2 separate regions of the Mus musculus genome follow, and region 2 is linked to region 1. The links are chromatin contacts, called in public Hi-C maps. All regions are on one chromosome and are shown on one strand. The core of a region is the stretch at or near the end of the contact, and the rest is flanking DNA. Distances in the headings are between cores, read along the strand shown.

Region 1 (6,894 bases), core at 571-3,070:
CCAGGAGCCAAAGATCTTCCTTTGGTCAGCAGCAGCCCAGGGTCCCTCTGGCTGCTTCTTGTTCAACGCATCCTCCGTAGCCATAAAGAGACGATGACAGCGGACTGGAGCTGCAGAGAGCCTTCCTCATGCCTGGCAGCAGTTCCAGATCTGCCATCTGCCCTAGACAACAAGCCCACGTCTTTCTCCTTCTTCTTCCTTCTCTACTTCTTGTTTAGACTGAGCATAAAGGAAGTCATAACCACTGGTGTGCAGAGAGCCACAAGTCTTCTAGGCTACTGCAGAGAGGGAAACCCATCTTAGGACTCTGGCGTCCCACACAGCCTGATCTTGCCCTTCTTCATTCAGGACTCAGCTCTCCAGAGGTGGTGGCCATTTGGGTGGGGTGGGGCTGAGGAGGTAGGGTTGGGGCTCAGATTCCTCAATCCTGCAGGTGTAAGAAAGCTGGCCCAGTGGGCTGGAAATGTAGGGCCTTATATTTGTCCTTACAATCACCTTGGCGTAATGTAACTTTTAAAGATTGCAATAAGCAATTTGGACAGAATCAGGGAGCTTGAAGTGTTGCTCAGGAACCTGTTCTTTTCCCAAGGCGTTATCAGCAACATGCCATATGGTTTTTGCCCAGCCATTCGGCTGCTTCTAGGTTTTGATTCCCAATTGAACAACCGAACTAATAGAATTTGCCACCTCACCAGGGGATCAGAGCAATCCTCAGAGTATCTATAAATGCCTTTGAACTCCTTGGGGGAGGGGGGACATGCAATCAAAATACCACGTGAAATTCATATAAATGTCATCCTAACTCCCGAGCTTCAATTTGAGTGCGGGGATTTCAGGCTTATGTGGATGCGTTTCGTTTATTTTATTATCATGAAAGTTACATGCATATCCTGAAGCTCCGAGTTCTAATTCTTTCTCCCCCCCCCATTTTCTTTCCTTTTTAATTTTATTTTATTTTACTTTTTATGGACTGTACTATCTGCTAGGCTGAGATGCTGAGGCTTCTTTTCCAATTGGTCGTCTTGCATGGCTTTTCTTGAGAGATGAGACGGCTCAGCAGTCAAGAGCGCTTACTGCTCTTGTAGACGACCTGAGTTCTGTTCCCAGCACCTGAGTTGAGTGACTCACAACTGCCTATAACTCCAGCTCTGGGATACCCAGTGCTTTTGACCTCTACAAGTTCCCCCAGTTACAGACAGACAGACCAATAGACAGTCTGTCTGTCTCTGTGTGTGTGTGTGTGTCTGTCTCTGCCTCTCTGTCTCTCTGTCTCTCACACACTCACACACTTTACAAATAAAAATCTCTTTTTCCAAAGCAGTTTGCATGTGAAAGTGTTTCCTTACACATGTCAGCGGAGCCTGTGCAGCATGGCTGCTGAGCCTAGGGTGTTCGTTCTCGGGGTTCCTTGTACGGAAGGCAAGAGCAGATGGTATTTATCGCCCAGTTTTCAGGCTGTGCTTCCTTGTTACAGCTTAATGATCGCATACTGCTTTGCCTTTCTGTGGGGGAACTGAGAATAAGTTTCTCTGGGCAGATCTACACGAGTCTGTCTTCCCGAAAGCCCCGGGTCTGTTTACTTGACTCCCCGATGCATCTGAGTTATACTTAAGTCCTGTGTTTACTGCAGAGATTTTTCCAAAAGGAGAAAAAAGATCTAGCGACCCCAAATTAGTTTAGGAACCAGCGTGTCCCTTGCTTTAAGGAACACGGTAAACATTTCAAAAGAGCATGCCAGCTCACTATCTGACTCTCTGCAGCGACTTCAGAGAAAACAGCAGCAGTTAAGCAATGCGTGCCAAGAGCAAGTCTGGGGGACCGTGTTGATTTGCAGAGAGAAGGAAGGGAGTTGGCTGCTCACTGCACTTCTCCTGGCTCCACACTTGCTGCAGGAAGGCAAAGGTCCACTTCTTAGGGTGTCTTCCTGGGGAGCTGAGGGCCTGCCTCCACCTCTTTGCTGTCAGAGGTTCCTGATGGGTGATGGGTTGAAGGATGGTTGATTCATCCACAGGGCTTCTCCCTATGAGATGGGAAACAGCTCCCCAGGAGAGGAGGCTGAAGAGTGGATGGAGAAAAGCCTTGGAGAACCCGGGCTCAGCCCTTGCCCTAGAGTCTGGACATCTGCTTGGGGTTCGCAGGAAGAGAGTAGGCTTGTGGGGACTGGGACTAGGATACTTTCTCAAGACACCGAAGACCTTTCCACAGCCCTCCCCTCCCGAGTCCCTTTAATTTTTCTGGCTAAACATAATTAACACGTCTCAGGGTTGTTGGCGATTTTGGTTTGTTTATAAAGAACAGGCTTGCTGGTACCCAGGGCCCAATAGAAAAGAACTTGCTCATTTGCCACATATATCTGGGCATCTGGGACAAAAATTTGAGTGTCAGCCCCCACCCTTGGCCCCCAACTGAAAGGCCACCCAACAGCCACTTGAAGCCTGTGGCACTTGTTCCCAGGGCTCCCAATGTGTTCTGTCTCCTCACCACTGGGGAACTGGGAGCCGAGGGCAGCTGGCCTGCCACACACACATACAACACACCTCCTGGTGAGGTTGGAAAAAAATCTTAATTTTGTTTTATAGGTCACAGGTCAGCCCGTCTGTGCCGATTCTTGTAATTGGGCGAGACATGTTTTGTGTGGCCCCAATTACGTCTTTTCTTTCAGGACCCAACGGGAGCCATCAATTAGGACCACGCCGGTGCCTACAGCTGACCTGAACTGTGTGAAGACAGAGCTTCCATGAAATGCCCTGGAATCACTTTGTTCCCAAGGATCTTAATTACAAGGAGTCCTCATGGCAAAGGGATTAAATGGCTTCCGCTCCTTTAGGTCTGTAGCTCCCCACCCAGCCAGTGCTTCCTCCTGTGCTTGGTGTTTCTTTTCCACCTCAGTGTGACAATGCTCTGGAGGCTTCCTGGCAAAGGAGCGCTGAGGAGAACGTGCGTGCGCTTAGGAGCTGCTCTTGACACCGGGACCTTTCCGGAAGTGCTTCCTCTCTGGCAAATCTTTTGCTGAGCAGGTGGAAGGGAGAGGTCCCAACAGTGTTCTGAACTGCTTCATCCCCCCTTCTCCAGCTCCAACGGAACAAATCCCTTGGAGGTAGCGTGACTCAGTTTCCCCAGCTGGAGATCCGGTGACTGGGTGCTAGGCTTAACCCTTTCAGCACAACTTGAGATTGTTTCCAAGAACGGTTGGTGAGTGCTTCATAGGCGTCTTTAGACAAGGCGGGGATGCTCTTGGTCTTGGCTGCGCTCTCCCGCCCACGCCTTCTTATCTATCGTGAGGATCCGTGTGTCAGTAAGGCTCCTGTTCTGGGGGAGGGGACCCAGGGCCCTTCTGCCATTTCTCAGCTACCCCTCCCCACCAGCTCACAGAGCAGGAGCTCTGGACAGAGGTGGCACATTTGCATAGGCGCCAAGGAGGCCCTTCTCTGGAAAGGGGTCAAGACCAGACCCTCTCCCCTTTTGTAGTTTGGTGAGGAACAGACAGGGCACAGTGCTGACTTGGAGCTGTTGGCAGAGACCGGCACCAGCGTTGCCAATGGAGAGCCGGCTCACCGTGAGAGAAATGCAGGGATGGTGTCCGTGGGGCCGCGTGGGATGATGGTTCCCTGCAGTGCCTGCTGGACGCAGTGGGGGTGGGGGGCTCAGTAGGAATGATGGCCACTGTGGGGGATGAAACAAAGAAAGGTTTAGTTTCTCAGTGTGTTAGTGGAGTGTGTTTGCAATCCCCCCACAGAATCTTCTTGTGGCTGGGGGCCAAAACCTGTTAGATGAGATAGACCTTCCTACAAGCACCCACTCTTGTCCCTGTGATAGCCCAGTCATACTTACTGTGTTTGTGTGCATGAGTGTGTGTGTAGTATGTGTGTGTGCATGTGTGTGTATGTGGTGTGTATGTATGTATGTGTGCATGTATATATGTAGTATGTGTTTGTATGTCATTTGTGTGTATATATGTAGTATGTGTGTGTACGTGCATGTGTGAGTTTATATGTGTGTGTGTATGTAGCGTGTATGGTATGTGTTCATACAGTCTAGCCATCCTTGTCAAAGATTCCCTTCCCAGCATTCACAGCCCAGCAGCTTCAGGAATCCTTTTCTTTACTGTCCTCTAGCAGGCTCCTGAGCATCGGGGTGAGAAGCTAAGAAGATGCTTGTGTGGGAAGATACGCAACTCCTGGTCTGAGAAAAGCTAGGTGGTGAGAACCCAGCCATCTGAGTGTTCTGAGTGCATGCTGGTTGTCTGTAAGTCTCTGAGAGGCCAACCCCGCCCTCACACACAGTGGCGAAGGGAGCAGCTATGGAACGTTGAGTCCCCAGTTTTTCCCTAGGGCAGGAAAGTGGACAGTAGAGCAGAAGGCTGGACTTCGGCTCAGTGCGCTGGTGAAATTCCCCTCTGGGGCTTCAGAATGTGGCCATTTTGGGTGGGGACAGTAGCACTGTTGCATGTGTGCCTAGTTAAGAGTAGGTCAAAGCAGTACTGAGTAGCTCTGCTCTGGAGTGACTGTGTCCGTATCTAAGGAGAGACTTAGAGGCAGACATGTGACGGGAGAGTTCTGTGCCAGGCTGCAGATGGAGAGGAGCCTCCTGTCACCAGTTAAAGATGTCCAGAGATAGTGGGCAGGCAGTGGAAGCCAGGAGAAGGGCCTGGCTATCCCTCTGGCCCCAGGAATCTGCTGGGCCCATTCTTTGATCTCAGCTGTGGCTCCCAGAACACATGGCAGTGGCTTGTGGGCCCCGCCTGTCTGTGGTGCTTTCTTTAGATGAACCTGGAAAGCAGGCAGAAAGAGCAGAGCACGGCTTTTCCCTACACACCAAGTCCCAGGGGAGGTCACAGGTACTCCTTTGTCACAGGTCACAGATGTCCTCGGGTCCCATGGGTGGCCAGGGCCAGTGACTTCTCTGTTGGTGCCTCCCTATGCCAACGGTTGGTTCTCAGAAGAGCACAGGCCAATGTGGTGTCCTGTTCCCTTTCACTTGCCTGGCCTCCTCTCAAGGCTTCCCTGGGTGCCACCTCCTGAGCCAGAGGGATCTGGAAGCACAATGTCCCTGTGGGTGGTGGGTGGGGCCAGAACACTGTGACTGCCATCCAGCTCCAAGTAGCCTTGAAAATGTTTGTTTGGAGATCAGGGTGGTTCGTTTTGACCAGAAACGTGACAGGATCTAGAGCAGAGGTTCTCAGCCTTCCTGATGCTGCGGCCCTTCAATATAGTTCCTTGTGTTGTGGTGACCCCCCCCACCATAAAATTATTTTTGTTGTCACTCCATAACTGTAATTCTGCTACTGTTGTGAATCACAGAGTAAATATTTTTGGAGATAGAGGTTTGCCAAAAGGGTTGAGAACTGCTGATCTAGAATCATGGAAAAGACAAACTTCTGGGCTTGTGGAGGAGGGAGTTTCTAGAATACATGGGAAGGCAAGACCCACTCTAACAAATCAGCGTGCAAGTCCCTAAATGAATTAAAGGGAGAGGGCGAGCTGAACACAAGCCCTCTTCTCTCTCTGTTTCCTGACGTGGGTGCCAGGTAAGCAACCCCTTCAGGCTCCTGCCACCAACTTCCCATCATGAACTGTGAGCCAGGATGAGCCCCTCCTTCCTTAAGTCGCTTCACTCCAGTATTTTGTCAAAGCATTAAGAAAGGTGTCTGTACTGGCTGGTTTTGTGTGTCAACTTGACACAAGCTGGAGTTATCACAGAGAAAGGAGTTTCCGTTGAGGAAATGCCTCCATGAGATCCAAGCTGTAAGGCATTTTCTCAATTAGCGATGGGGTGGGGTTGGGGGGGGGAGGCTTATAGGTGGTACCATCTCTGGGCTGGTAGTCTTGGGTTCTATAAGAAAGCAAGCCAGTAAGTAACATCCCTCCACGGCCTCTGCATCAGCTCCTGCTTCCTGATCTGCTTGAATTCCAGCCCTGACCTCCTTTGGTGATGAACAGCAGTGTGGAACTGTAAGCTGAATAAACCCTTTCCTCCTCAACTTGCTTCTTGGTCATGATGTTTGTGCAGGAATAGAAACCCTGACTAAGACAGTGACTAACGTAGGGATGTTGAACTTTTATCAAGAAATGTATCCCCTTTGGAACCAAACCAAAGGGAGTTAGCCTTGAGCTCAGGGCCAGTGGGAGAAGGTGACAGGTGTTCTGGGAGCTGGCTCCCTGAGGCTCCTGAGGCCAGTGGGTTGAGCAGTGTGCAGGTTCTGCCATAGCCGTTCCTTCCCAAATGCTGCTATCAGGTACCATGGTGAGGAGTGTTCAGGAAATCAACATGTGACCAGGCAGGGAGCTTGCAGTCCAGGGAGGAGAATAACACAGGTGATTTTATGAAACTGAGGTGGCCTTGAGGACTCGGTCTAGTTACTCATGCTTCATGACAGCCTACCTGCCCTGTGAATGTCTCAGGTTTGTGAAGTCGAGTTGGACACTTCCTGGCCATCAGTCTAAACTCACCTCCTGCTTTTCCTCTTTCCCATCTTCTTAGAAGCCCCTCATAAAGGAACCCCTGAGACCTCCTGCAGCTCCAGGAAGTCACAGAAGAACCTTATAAAGAGGAAGGGGTAGTGTGGCCTTTGACCCAAACATCTTCCACTCCTTTGTAACAATAATAGTTTAAGCAGCAGCTCCCTGGAAAGGGTGTGTGTGTGTGTGTGTGTGTGTGTGTGTGTGTGTGTGTGTGTGTGTGTGTGTAGGCCCTTGATTTGAATGTGTATGTGTGTGTGTAGGTATGTAACTCAGTATACATATTCTAGCAATATATGTATACATGCATGTATGCATGTCTGTGTAAATGTATACACCATATGGAAAGATATTGGTCTCCATCTCCAATGGTTTATGGTGTGAAATTTGGAGAATTCAGAATGTAAGGGTTTTTTTTGTTTTTGTTTTTTGTTTT
Region 2 (7,391 bases), core at 2,935-5,434, 180 kb before region 1:
TGGAAGGAACAGGGACATCCCACTACCCTGGAGAGGGGTAGGTGGGGCTTCTTGGGACAGTAAACCTTCATGCTAATCACAGGAACACCTTACCTGGTTACAGCCAGATCCTCAGTTGTCCCCAGGTTGTCATTGGCCCAGCCAGTGCTGGAAGTAGAGAGAGGGGTTTACTTGGCTCCTTGGTCAGCCAGGCTGCAGCGGCTTCTGCCAAGCGCACAGCCAGGGTAACACGGAACATGCTTTCTGGGCTCTGCCCTCTGACCCTGAGCGGAGTTCTTTCTTTCTGTACCTAGTCAACCATGACGGAGCCAGACTGCTTGTTTTCCAGGGAACAATCTGGCAGCTGCAGAGAGGAGAGAGAGAGAGAGAGAGAGAGAGAGAGAGAGAGAGAGAGAGAGAGAGAGAGAGAGAGAGACGAGGTCCTTAGGGTGCTTCCGTGTATGTAGCAAAGTCCCTGGGAAAATGCTTTCATGAACCCGTGGCAAAGACAGGCTGCGCACACCACTTCTAGCCAGACGACAGCTTTGAGTCCTCTGAGTTTCTGAGCCTCAGTTTCTGTACTTGTTAAGCGGGGAGAAAACCAGACTACTCTCTAAAGCTATATCCTAGTTCAAATTTTTCTCCTGTCCCTCAGTTCCCTGACTCCCCCAACAAGGGGAGACTGTTAGACATCGGAGGGAACCTAATGTTAGATTCCGAGACAGATTAAAGAGACAGGAGAATGACCTCCATAGGCTGGACTGTTTATTTCTAACAGCAAGGGACAGACACAGAAGGAGAGGGGTGTCTGCTAAAGAGAAAGGGGATACTTGGGGTTTATGTGGGAGAACTGGGGAATGGGATGTTAAATGTGGCTTCTGGACCATGTGCAAGGCTGCAGTTTCTCTCTCCTGGAGTTGTCTGTCCAGACAAGGCTGTTTTATCTTTACAAACTGCGTTGCGCGAGCTATCAAGATGTGGGTCATAGTGGGCTTGGCGATGTCAGTGAGGGGAACAGGGCTAGAGTTTCAACACAGGGCTTAGTCAGGCTCTAGAAGAGCTGGTTCAAGGCTTGCTTACCCCAACAGAGACCAGGTAGAAAGCAGTTTCAGAAGAGATTTGGGGATTCTTCTTTTTTTTTTTTTTTCAGATCCTCATAGTTCAGACGGAACCCAACTTAAAAAACAGTTAGAGAGGACCAAACTTAGAAAGGAGGAAAAGTGGGGAAGAAGTTTAGCATCCACAGGCATGCATTCTCATCGTAAGTACACTGCACCACGAACAGGGCAGGAGTGATGGCCTCAGGCTACACTGCTTCTCCCTTGGTCCTCAGCCTGTGGGCAAGCTGGAATCTCCTGGCTGTCATGTGGTGTGGTACCCGGCAGCCTCTGCATGTTTACCCGCTGTGAGCACAGCCCTGGGAGGCAGAGCCTGTCTGTACTTTGGAGCTTCTTTCCCTGGTAGATCCTCCCAGAAGCCAATCAACGCTGGAGCGTGGAGCCGGGTACACACTCTGGTCTGTTCATACTCATCTCTGGCATGGAGGCTCTGAAGTTAGCGGTTAGTAATCTATTCCAGAGTCTAGCTGGAACATTTCACAGCCCTGGCTAGAGAGAGGTGGGCCAGGCACAGGTACCTTGGCATGTTGCCTCTGTGTGTGTCCATCTGTCCTTCCCATAGGGACCATCTTCATCAACATGATGCCAAATGCTCACAGGGCTGACTGCTAAGGCCAGTCTGCTAAGGACTGTGCTTCTCTCTTGACCTCACATCGCCTCGACGTCTCTGCTTGTGACAGACAGAAAGACAGACAGACAAGCTTATCTCACTTTAGAGAGATGGAGTTTGGAGCTGGTAGAGGTTACATCACATGCCGGAGATCATCCAGCTGGGGTTAGCAGAGCCTGGAGGCCACCTTATGTCACCTGACTCCAGACACACGTGTGTGCCCCTCCCCTATCCCAAGTTCCTAAGGCTAGGGGAACTCTGCGGGTTTCAAGGCAATTTCAGATGTGTCCGGACAGCTCTTTTATATAATGGCACATTTTTTTTCATGTGTATTAGAAAAAAATATTCCAACAAATTTGGATTTTTATTGAGAGTGTTGTCTAGCAGAAGGCAGGTTTAAAACTTGAGACTATTTTGGATTGAATCTAAGGAAAATATTAAGTAGAAAGCGGTGGAAATTGGAGGATGGCGAAGATTAGCCTTGAAATAAGATGTACTGCTGCACAGAGCCACCTCTGCCAGGCACCCTTGCGCTCCTCCAGGATCCCACATGCCCGTGTCCCTGTTCCTCATACCTTAAAGCCCCCTGCTCACCCCCAAAGGCTCTCACATGTCCTGTGTGGTCCTGGGTTGACTTTACTCTCTGTGTTGCATCCTCTGCTATCTGCCATCCGCTCCCTCCACCCCCAACGTAGCCATCTTGGTTGATCTGATGGACTGTACTGACCCAGCTAGCCCATTCTTTCTCAGGACTTCTGGATTTGCAATTCTCATACCCCCCCTTTTCCTCTGGGGATCCTCCTTCTCCCAGGGCACCCCCAAAGGCCCTTTCCTTTCTATCAACCTTAAAAGTCTGCTGTTCCTTAGACTCCTCTTTCGTTCTCACTGGGTCACCTTTCATTCTCCCAGCCAGTCTCACTGCCGCCTTTGGTACCCACTGCTAAGCATCAGTGGTCAATCCCTTCCCTTACACTCTCGGGCCATTTTCTGACGTCCAGACCTGTATTGCCTGCTGGGCACCTCCTTTCAGTCACTCTACAGTGCCCGAGTCTGGGCTGGTGTATCCCGACTCCCAGTAAAGACACAGGCACACTGGCTCTCCCACAGTATCCTCTACCACCCTCAATGGCTTCACTCAGTGCCAGTGTCTTCCCCAAGCTCCCTCTGAAGCCCATGTCCAACATGCTGACATCTCTCCATCTCTCTACCATTGCTCCAGTTCAAGGGCATTTGTTCTTCTACTTGCTTGGACCCAGAGTCCTAGCCAGGATAGAGTCCTGTCTTTATGAAGACCTCCTTCACCTGTCTCTGCTTCTCCCTGGATGGGATTCTGCAAAGCTCCCTGTTTGGGCTCTTTGTTCTGAGCTCTGGGAGGGGCCGTGGCAAGTCTTGCTGCCCGACACTCACTGTAGGTTAAGTGCTAATTTCCCTCAGAGGCCACAATGGTGTGGACAGGGTCCAGGTTCTCCTGGGGCAGCTTCACAGTGCCAGCTCAGCCCCTATGCTTCTCATGGCCCTGCTGATCCGCAAGTGACTTCTCCGTGCCATCTAAGATGAGCCTTTCTTTCATTTCCTGCCCTGAGAAGGTGAGAACAGGGTCAGAGGGCATTGCCCACACCCAGTGATCAAATGTGCCATGTGACCAACCTAGATGCTTAAGGAGGACAGAAGGTACTACTATTTTTGGTTGGGAAACTACATGCCTAACCACCCCTTTGTCCTCCTTTAAAAACTGTGTTTTAATTTTATTGTGTGTATGTGGCCTATGTACCTGTATGGGTGCGTGCATCCATATCTGCACTTTAAGAGGCCAGAGCAAAACGCCAGCTATCAATCAATCACTGCCTTATTACCTTGAGAAAACGTCTTCTACTGAACCCAAAGCTCTCCTTTCTAGCTGGGCTGCCTTGCCTCATAGTCCCTGGGTCCTCCTGCTTCCAACATTCTTCCCAAAGCTGGGGTTATAGGTGCAGGCAACCATGCTCCACTTTTTAGTGTGGGCACTGGAGACTCGAACCCAGGTCCACATGCTTTCAGAGTAAGGGCTCTTCCCTGCAGTCCTCCAGCCACTCCTCATATTGCTGCAGAGGATGCAGAGCCCTGACAGAAGCCAATAGGATTCCTTCCCAGGAAAGGAAGGCTGCCTCTGACCAGGGATACCTCCATCTGCACAGCAGAGACATGTCTCTTGTAGGTGGCTGGGAAGACCAAATGCAGTGGCCAACGGGGAGAGCCCTGCGTGCAATCAGATGCGATTGAATGTGGCCCCCATCTGCCTGCTCCTGCTTCAGTCACCTTGGACTTGGCATGTGGGACCTGTGAGTTCTGGGCAGGGTTTTTGAAGCTGTAATGTAATAGGGCCGAGCCAAGGCAGCCCCGTGGCGTCCTGCTTGCTTGCTGTCTTTTCTGTACCACGGCTTTGGCACACAAAGACTTCGGGAGCTTCGGGAGATGAGGCTGGCAGGGGTAGGCGCATTTGGTGCGTGGCAAACCGAACCTGTCAATTCCAGAAGCCTTTGGCACATTGTTGAAGCGACTACATGACTTTGAGAAGTGTCTGCATGTTTTTTCCCCAAGTGCAGTTATTTTTGCTGCTGTGAAATGTTCTGAAATCTGACAGTTTTGTTTTGAGTCTCAGCCCGATGTGAAGACGGAAGGGAACACTGCCTCCCAGTTCTGCGGCACCCGCTTCCCGGGGTCTCCTGAGGACACCCAGATCCTGGCAGAGGTGACCAAGGAGAGGCCTGGGGACTGAGGTTCTGGGGCGAGGGGAGTACACATGCAGGTCAGACCATGCAACCTCTGTGTACCCCCAAAGAATGGCCAGGGGCTAGCTTGGCCAGTGTTCAAGTACTACAGTGTGCTAACATGTCTCCTACCTGATGTTACCCAGTACCCATCCTGTTTCTCGGACCTTCCTCATCAGATGTCCTCTTGTACCTACTATGTGCCAGATTTCCTCCACTAGAAGTGCCTACTGTGTGTGCAGAGTCACAGGAGGACCCTCAGTCACAGACATGACAAGGTTACAGTGCCATGCTTCTAGGTGAGGAGATTTCGGAGGGAACAAGACCCTGGGAGGACAGAAAGGTGGCTTTAACCCACTTCCTCCCCTTAACAGTGGTCTGAGATGCAGGCAGGGTGCTGTGGTGGGGTGGGGTTAACTTAGTGGTCCTCCTGTGAGCTGATACCTACCTTGTCCCATGTCACTGCTCCCCAGAGTTCATCCAGAGACCCCTGTTGTCTTCCCCAACAAGCCAAGACCCTCAGCTCATGGTTGCTGTCTCTGCAGAGGCTGCGTTGTCACAGCTGCTCTGTGACTGTCAGGTCCCCCATCAGCCCAGGAGCTCCACTCAGGTTTCACACGTTTCCAGCTAGCTCTCTCAGTTCCCTCACTGGCTGGTCAGTCCCCTGACTCAGGCATCCCTGGACAGCAACATCTTGCTGACATTTTCTGACCTGAGTCCCACAGTGTTGGGTTTGCGTGCTCCTGAGAGATCACTGGGTACTAAGTATGGTTCTGAGTGCTTCCCTTGCAAGGTCCCATGGAATTGCCACATCCACCCTCGTGGGGCGGGGGATATGCATCACTGATGGAGAGAGCCATCTCTACTTGGGAGATACATTGATCCAGCTACCTAAAGACAGAAGCTCACTCAGACTTTCTGGAAAGAGCTAATCACCTGCTTGCCCCCCTCGGTGATGGCAAGGGCCAAACTCTAGCAACACATTTCATACGTGTACAGGCGTGCACCTCTGTTTACAGCCCGCATTTCCGCATCACCATGGAGACGGATGATGCCGCTTTTTCTTGAAAAGGTAGACATAAAGAATCACCAGCAATCTCACAACAGCTTCCTCCCAGTTAAATAGCACAACACAGAAAACAACCACCACCACCCCCCCCCCCCGACCATGGCAAGCTTCCTTCTTTCCCTCTCCAGCTGACTGTCAGGACCTGTGTGTGCCAGACGCTTGCTGCCTTAAATGCCAGGGCCAGCAACAGTAATGAGGGTCCCAATGGATCTGTGAGCATCATGAGGAAGGTCCATATCATTTTTCTGTGTAAGCCAAGCTGGGGTGCCTAGCCTGCTGCCAGGTCTGGGTACTACGGGCTCACACCATACCCTGTTGCCATCTTCTCCAAAAGGCCTCGCCTGTCCTCAGACCCCACAATGTAGCCTGATGAAGAAGACAGAACACAGCATGTCCAATCACGCCCCGCCGACGAAATGCATTGTGAGGATGTTGGGTGCATCGTCCTAGAGGGTGGCTCTGTAACCTACTGGAGACCAAAAGGGTCCTCTCAGCAAAGAAGGGCAAGTGAATGTTGGGGACACATGATGCACAGTGCCATAGCTTGTCTTACTGGACAACCAATGTCAATGCAGACTCTATCACACTCAGAACCTACTTGGGACCTTTCCTTGGGACAGTGGATAGCTAAGTTTAGGATCTGTAGATGCTTCAAAGCCCCCTCATCACAGCTGGGATAAGCTCAGAAGTGAGCTATCTGACTGCTGGGGACTTGGCAAGAGTGTGATGTTCTCATGGAGGGGACAGGAAGGCAAGTTCAGCAGGACACCCGCCTCAGACACTGGAAGAGCTACCAGCCCTCCACCCTTCTCTATGGCACCCCGTGCCTACACAGGCCTCCTTGAAGTCCACCTTCCTATTCACCCTTCTGTGCTCACTCCCTAAATGGACCTTGCAGAGAAGTATAGTTTTGGCAGAATGCAGCCTGAGGTGTCTCTGGATCCCTTGGTGGGGAGACTGTTATCCAGTGGCACACACGGGGCACCCAGGCCATGACACATGGTAGGGAAGGTTGGTTAGTGGTTTCGCCTGGTTCATTAGACATTAGACAAGGCCTCACTGATGGGTCTCCTCTAGGCCTAGCTCTTTATACTTCATGAATCTTCTCTTTACTTCCCAGGGCTCAGTTCTCCACCAGACCCTTCTCATGGACTCATTGGCCACTCCCTGGATGCTGGCAGAGGAGCTGAGAGACGGCACTCTCTGTGGGCCCTGGCCTCATCTGATGGAGGATGCTAAAGGAGCCAAGGCAGCCTTTCTCTTCTGCTGAGACCGTCTTCAGAGCCGCCTGCTCATATCATAAAAGGAGCCAGTGGCTCTGCCATCCATCTACTCTGAGTGTGTGTGGTCAGTGCCGCTAAGGAGCTAAGCCCCACAGGCCTTCTAAACCTGTAGGTGTTGCTTGATCAAGGATCCATTGTGTACTGTGGACCAATAGCTTTTCCTCTCCCTGTGTCCCCAGGCTCCTTCATGACTACACAGGCCATGGAGGTTGAGGGGACCCAGGGGAGTCTGTCACAGGGCTTTGCATTTAGCACAAAGCTGCCCCTCAGCAGTGGCTGGAGCAGGACAGGAGCATGCATCTTCCTCCTGGCATGCTCCAAACACATGTAGGTCAAGGGGATTATCCTAGCTTGCTTTCTGAGGCTGGGATAAAATACTGACTAAAAGCAACTTGGGGAGGAAAGGGTTTACTTCAGCTACCAGCTTCCAGCTCAGCGTGAAGGGAATCAGGGCAGGACCAGAAGCAGAAACCTGGAGGCAGGAACTGAAGTGGAGTCTTAGTGGGATGCTGCTAACTGGCATGCTCGCTACGGCTTGTTCAGCTTGCTTTCTTATACACCCCAGGCGTGTCTGCCCACATCAAT

The links. Hi-C and Micro-C count contacts between places; a contact is called where the count stands out from the background.
Region 2: a Hi-C map of ventral hippocampal neurons shows a contact between it and region 1, with 2.0 times the contacts expected there. The contact joins two enhancer-like sites. A contact is called at or near these places in 6 of 484 Hi-C or Micro-C datasets (embryonic stem cells, forebrain, nephron progenitors and 1 more) and 3 of 115 datasets of contacts at active chromatin or transcription factors (embryonic stem cells, kidney and pancreatic cancer cells).

What each region holds. Positions count from the first base shown.
Region 1 is chr12:110,042,592-110,049,485 of GRCm38.p6, reverse strand. It overlaps Gm34719 (a long non-coding RNA gene), which reads left to right. Exons shown (of 3, transcript XR_873006.3): 3 at 2,663-3,058. Among named protein-coding and RNA genes, the nearest start is that of Gm40574, 21 kb to the right of the region's middle. Within about 2 kb of position 1,820, at least 10 of the 459 cell types and tissues checked have an H3K27ac peak or open chromatin away from gene starts, as enhancers often do. A contact at or near this core is called in ventral hippocampal neurons, where this site is marked.
Region 2 is chr12:110,224,979-110,232,369 of GRCm38.p6, reverse strand. Gm40576 (a long non-coding RNA gene) reads left to right here. Exons shown (of 3, transcript XR_001780704.2): 2 at 1,130-4,753; 3 at 6,644-7,391. Among named protein-coding and RNA genes, the nearest start is that of Gm40576, 8.7 kb to the left of the region's middle. Within about 2 kb of position 4,184, at least 11 of the 459 cell types and tissues checked have an H3K27ac peak or open chromatin away from gene starts, as enhancers often do. A contact at or near this core is called in ventral hippocampal neurons, where this site is marked.